2 separate regions of the Mus musculus genome follow, and region 1 is linked to region 2. The links are chromatin contacts, called in public HiChIP or PLAC-seq maps. All regions are on one chromosome and are shown on one strand. Each heading gives the region's core, a stretch centred on a gene start, on an enhancer-like site or on the middle of the called end of the contact. The rest is flanking DNA. Distances are from core to core; before and after follow the strand shown. Region 1 has its middle 6.2 kb from the start of AI839979. Region 2 overlaps Ppp1cb (protein phosphatase 1 catalytic subunit beta).

Region 1 (2,700 bases), core at 104-2,603, 910 kb after region 2:
TAAAAATCATACAAAATAAATGATTTCTCTTGGAGCTAAAGGGTGGGGCTGCCAGGGTGGGAGACAGGTTTCTGGCTGGCTCTGGGCAGTTTTTGGTTTATCCTTCAATATATTCTTTCCCTCTCTTGCCCATGGGAACCAAAGGGGCTGCCATGGGATTTCCTGCCTCTATTTCTCCAGACTATGATGTGGAAAGATTGGGACATTCAACCGTAAGATTTCCGGTTCTCATCTCCACCCTCGTTAGTTCCACTCCAGAGCCTGGCTCTAAACCACTGCATTCAAGCCACAGCCCCATCTAACTGGTCAGTCTCGGGATGCAGATGTCGGAATGCGACCTGGGCATCCCACTCTCTCTGTAGCAGCTTTCTCTTCCTCTCTGCTTATGAATTCTGGCTTTATCCTTCAAAGTCCAGCTGTCACCTCTAAATCCAACTGTCTTCCTTGTAGTTGGCCGGCTATTAAAAATATTTCTTTTCAAAGTCCAACCAGGATTAACAGGACAGTTAAAAATGTCAAGTTTCTTTTTTTCTGACTAGGATATTAACCCAGCATAGTGATGTTAGGTATCTCAGTTGATCTGAAATGATTATTTGTAGCTATGAGGGTATTTTATCACCAAAAGACTAGAAATTAAAGATTGATACGTTCAATTTGGGGACCAAAAAAAAATCCTTTATTCAAACCTTAGTTTAAGCAGGTTTAACTGTAATCCTAGCACTCCAGACTGAAGGAGGAAAACTGAGGGTTCAAGGCTAGCCTGAGCTACATAGCAAGACTGTCTTTAAAAAAAAAAAAAAAAACAACTAAAAATCACAGCCATGCATCTCAACCAACTGAACACATTGTTAAGTATTCAAAGGATGGATAAGAGGAGTCCTTGTGGTGAAGGGACACTGAGAGGTCCTACCCGGCCTTTTGACACATGCCTGACTTGTTTCCCTAAAAGACCAGGTCCACAGGAGGCAACCTCAAGGATAGATGCTTGAGGTCAGTGACGCTCTCCAGCTCCCGAGATTACTGCACCCTCTGCCAATCCAGGCCAGTAATCCCATAACAATCAATTTAGGAGCTGTCCCAGCCCCAGGCCCTGGATGCCTCAATGATGGCATGTCCTCACTCAGGGAGTGCGGTGGCTGATGAGAACATGGGGCCATGGCAGTGTGTCCTGGACTCCAGTGCCCACACCAGCACTCTCTGGGGCAGCTTGGGACAGCTCCCCCAGAAGCCTGGCCAGCTGTGGGAGGTACTGTTCTTCTTTTCCAAGATTAGCTCAGACTTCAAACACCAACCCTGGGCCTGCTCCCTGCCAATGAAAACAGTATGTCAGGAGCCTCTTTAGGTATCTGGAGGACAGCTCCCTCGGCTCCGCCCTTCCTCATATGAGGTCATTGAATTGGGATGACAGAGCAAACAGTGACATGCGCTAGGACTTGTTCCCAGAATGATTGCAGGGATTCTCCAGGCCTTCTGTCCTCCCCACTTCAGAATGTGTGGGCAGTAAGCTCAACTGTACTTAGTAATTGGGTTTCTCGGCAAAGAGAAGGTAGGGCCTGGATAGACAGACACTAGCACAACCAATTCCTTCGAAGCCTCAACACACTTTCGCACCATTCTAATGTGACTTAAGGCGGGGAGGAATTCCATACCCCACTCTACAGAGGCGGAGGAGAAGGTGAACAGTTCAGCGTTCCGTTGCTTAGGCAGACTCAGGCTTGCAATTATTTTGTCAATAGTTTTGTTACATCTTCCTGCTTTACCAGAGTTTCTTAAAACTTGACTTTGGGAACCTTAAACTTCCTACTCTTTGCCTTGCTGTCTACCAACAACAGTTTTGAGCCACGGTCTCACATATACTAGGCTGGCCACAGACTCCCTATTAACCAAGAATCCTCCTGTATCTATGTCCTGGGTACTGCGATTAGGTGTGTGCTACAATGTTCCCAGGGCTTTGTGTGCACCTGGCTGGCACCTGGCTGTCACCACCTGAGCAAGCTATAGTTTCCAGCCCTGCTCTTAACTGGACCCACACTGAAAGTTAACTTTGGGAGCAGGGGATGGGAATGGCTCAGCATGGAAGAGGGCTTGCTCGATAAGCATGAGGACCCAGGTTTGAACCCCTAGATGGACACAGCTCCATGTGCCTGTATTTCCAGCATTGGGAGGGGCGGGGAATTGGGGCAGGAACGAACAGATCTAGAGAGCTCAATGGCCAGTCAGCTTGCCCAAAACAGGGTTTCTGGTTTAGCGAGGCAAACTAGGTGTGTCTTCAAAAGTCACTAGTTTCCAATCTGTTTCCTTCAACATCAATGACAGCCATGCCCTTTTTGCCACTCAAGTACGACAGAGGACAGATCTGGGGAAGGAGAGGTGTGAGAATCCTCTGTAAACCATAAAGTTGTAAGAGCACTATGGGATGGCCCAAATCTCCCACTGACTGTTCTCCCTGTGACTGGCGAATGACTCTCAAGGAGAAAACAAGGGCAGAAACGATGGGTTGGAAAGAGATTTGGGGAGCAGCCTCTGGTTGGAGAGGGATTTGGGGCACAGCTGTTGGACCTTGGCTAAGTCCCCGGGCTAGCGCGCTGCTTCAGGTGTCAGGTTTGGAAAGACACTGCTGCGCTGAAACAACTTGCTTCCCTCAACTTCCTTCAGAAGACTGGCTCTCTTTGATCCTTTTTTTCTGACTTGGAGCCTTTT
Region 2 (2,700 bases), core at 48-2,547:
ACAGCATCGGCAGCTTATAAAACAACCACCACCCTTCTTAGTGCCTGAGTCTCTTTACATCATCACACCATCATAGTTTTTTGTAAAGCCTCAATACATGGATTAAGAACACTTCAATTCTGATCTTTAACATTCTTAGGGTAATCTAGATCTTTATGTTTCCCAAAGTTTTAAAATTGGCCTGTGTTTGTTTGACCCCCAAATCTGTAGGGCTTGTGGGATATTTGTGAAATGAACTGAGTCTAGTAGAACTGATGTCTTAATTTTAAGTCTTCTTCTAACCCATGACCTTCCCTTGCCTTTTATTAGCCATTTATTCTTTTATTTAATTTCTCTTGTGTGCATGCCTGTGTGTGCCTTTACTTGCTGGGCTATGTTACAAGCTTTGGTTGTTTTCCTCAACAAGGTTTATTTTCCTCTTGAAGCATTTACTATGGCAGTCTTGAGTATTTTTCATCAAGCTGATTTTGAGAAGACTAGTATAAATGTTTTAGTTTCCCACTATGTGATATTATGTAATTGTAATATATATAGGAATTAATTTTGTATACTGACTTTGTATATTATTAAATAAGTTTACAGTTTTTTTTTTTAATTTTAAGGCCAATCATTTGCTATAAAAGTTTGAATCCTTTTCTAATCCATGGTGGTTTGAATGAGAATGTGCCCTATAGGGCTCAAATCCTTGCATGCTTAGTCCCCAGCTGATGAACTATTAGGAAAGGATTGGAGGTGTGTCCTTGTTGGAGAAGGCAAGTCGCTAGGGCTGTGCTTTCAAGTTCCAAAAGCCCAAGCTCAGTTCTCAGTCCACTGTGCCCACCCCACCACCACGCAGCTGCTGCTCTAGCACCATGCTATCTGCTTCCTACCATAATGACCTTGGAGTAAACCTCTCAAACTGTAAACAAGCCCACAATTAAATGCTTTCTTTTATAAAAGTTGCCTTGCAGTCAGGCATGATAGTGCATGCCTTTAATCCCAGCACTTGGGAACCACAGGCAGGTGAATAGTGAGTTCCAGGCCGGCACGGTTTACAGAGAGTCCCAGGACAGCCAGGCTACAAAGAGAAACCCTGTCTAGAGGGAGAAAAAAAAAGTTGTCTTGGTCACTGGGGTCTCACACAGCAAGGGGAGAATAACTAAGAAGTTGTTACCAGGAGTGGTATTGCTGTGACAAGCTTGACCGGCCGCTTGTTGGTAGAAGCAGACTTTTAGGATATGGATTAGGAAAGCAGTTGAAAGGTGGGGCTTAACATTCTAGTAGGAGCCTGAAAGATAGTAATGGTTAACTATACCACACACCCAAGTATGCTAATTTGAATGATGTCAGCACAGCACAAGAGTTTTATCAGCTGACCCAGAGAACATTCTTGTGATAACTTGGCAAAGAATGTAGCAACTTTTTGCCCCTGTCCTAAGCATCTGCCTGAGGCTAATTAAAGAGTTTTGGAATAATGTCATTGCAGAGGAGACTTCAAAGACTTCAAGTATAGACTGCATGAAGGTGTGAGTGAAGCCTGGACAGTGTTGAAGAACCCAAGATGCTGGAGGTCAGAGTCATGGGATACCTGCCAAGGAGAGTTGTTATCAGATTGTGGAACTAGTCCAGGAGAGAGGTGTGTTGCAGTCAACAAAACTGAAAGGAACTGGACATCTGAAGAACACTTTTGACATCAGACACAGATACAGAACTTGGAGTCTATCCTGCTTGGTGTCAGTTTTGCTTTGGTCCTATATTTTATCATTATGCTTTCTTGCTGTACTGGCAACTTGTGTCAACTTGACACAGCTGGAGTTATCACAGAGAAAGGAGCTTCAGTTGAGGAAACGCCTCCATGAGATCCAACTGTAAGGCATTTTCTCAATTAGTGATCAAGGGGGAAAGGCCCCTTGTGGGTGGGACCATCTCTGGGCTGGCAGTCTTGGGTTCTATAAGAGAGCAGGATGAGCAAGCCAGGGGAGGCAAGCCAGTAAAGAACATCCCTCCATGGCCTCTGCATCAGCTCCTGCTCCCTGACCTGCTTGAGTTCCAGTCCCGACTTCCTTTGGTGATGAACAGCAGTATGGAAGTGTAAGCCAAATAAACCCTTTCCTCCCCAACTTGCTTCTTGGTCATGATGTTTGTGCAGGAATAGAAACCCTGACTAAGACAAATTGGTATCAGCATAGTGGGGTATTCCTGTGACAACCTGGCCATGTTTTGGGGAGGACTGAGGGAGGACTTTGGAACTTTGGGCTTGAAGATCCATCCTTTGTTAAGAGCTCTGTCGGATATTGTGTAGGAGCTTGGAAGATAATGTTGAGAACACTGCAGAAGATGGAGGTCTGGTTTGTGAAATTTCAAAGGGAAAATTAAAGACTCTTTTCAAGGCCATTGCTGTTTTGATTGTGAAGATTCTGTAGTTCTGGTTAGCTGGGGCTGAAGAATCAGCTGTGATTAACAAGATACCAGAACTACAAAAGCAAAAACTTTGCATTACTGGGACTATTGATGCTGGTTAGCTGGAGCTAAGAAATTAGCGGTGATTAAGAAGAGACCAGCATCATTGAGGTGACATCTTCTGGGAAGTGTTTTCTGAGAGCACAGTGGCTTTGTTCCAGATATAGCCAAAGTTGTACCTTGTGCTGTGGCTGGACTTGGTAATGTGTAAGGGTCACCCAGGTGGTACTGGTTTTGAAGGCATGAAGGAGTTGAGCAGAG

What was found. HiChIP or PLAC-seq counts read pairs in DNA pulled down with a chosen protein or histone mark.
Region 1: an H3K27ac HiChIP or PLAC-seq map of cardiomyocytes shows a contact between it and region 2, with 8 times the contacts expected there. The contact joins two enhancer-like sites. A contact is called at or near these places in 6 of 39 promoter capture datasets (the 3T3-L1 cell line, 3T3-L1-derived adipocytes, hippocampal neurons and 2 more), 9 of 484 Hi-C or Micro-C datasets (adipose-derived mesenchymal stem cells, cardiomyocytes, cortical neurons and 4 more) and 9 of 115 datasets of contacts at active chromatin or transcription factors (SST interneurons, cardiomyocytes, embryonic basal ganglia and 6 more).

The regions. Positions count from the first base shown.
Region 1 is chr5:31,563,799-31,566,498 of GRCm38.p6, reverse strand. No RefSeq gene overlaps it. Among named protein-coding and RNA genes, the nearest start is that of AI839979, 6.2 kb to the left of the region's middle. Within about 2 kb of position 1,353, at least 72 of the 459 cell types and tissues checked have an H3K27ac peak or open chromatin away from gene starts, as enhancers often do. A contact at or near this core is called in cardiomyocytes, heart atrium and uterus, where this site is marked.
Region 2 is chr5:32,471,283-32,473,982 of GRCm38.p6, reverse strand. The region is part of intron 1 of Ppp1cb (protein phosphatase 1 catalytic subunit beta); the gene reads right to left. Among named protein-coding and RNA genes, the nearest start is that of Ppp1cb, 14 kb to the right of the region's middle. Within about 2 kb of position 1,297, at least 69 of the 459 cell types and tissues checked have an H3K27ac peak or open chromatin away from gene starts, as enhancers often do. A contact at or near this core is called in cardiomyocytes, heart atrium and uterus, where this site is marked.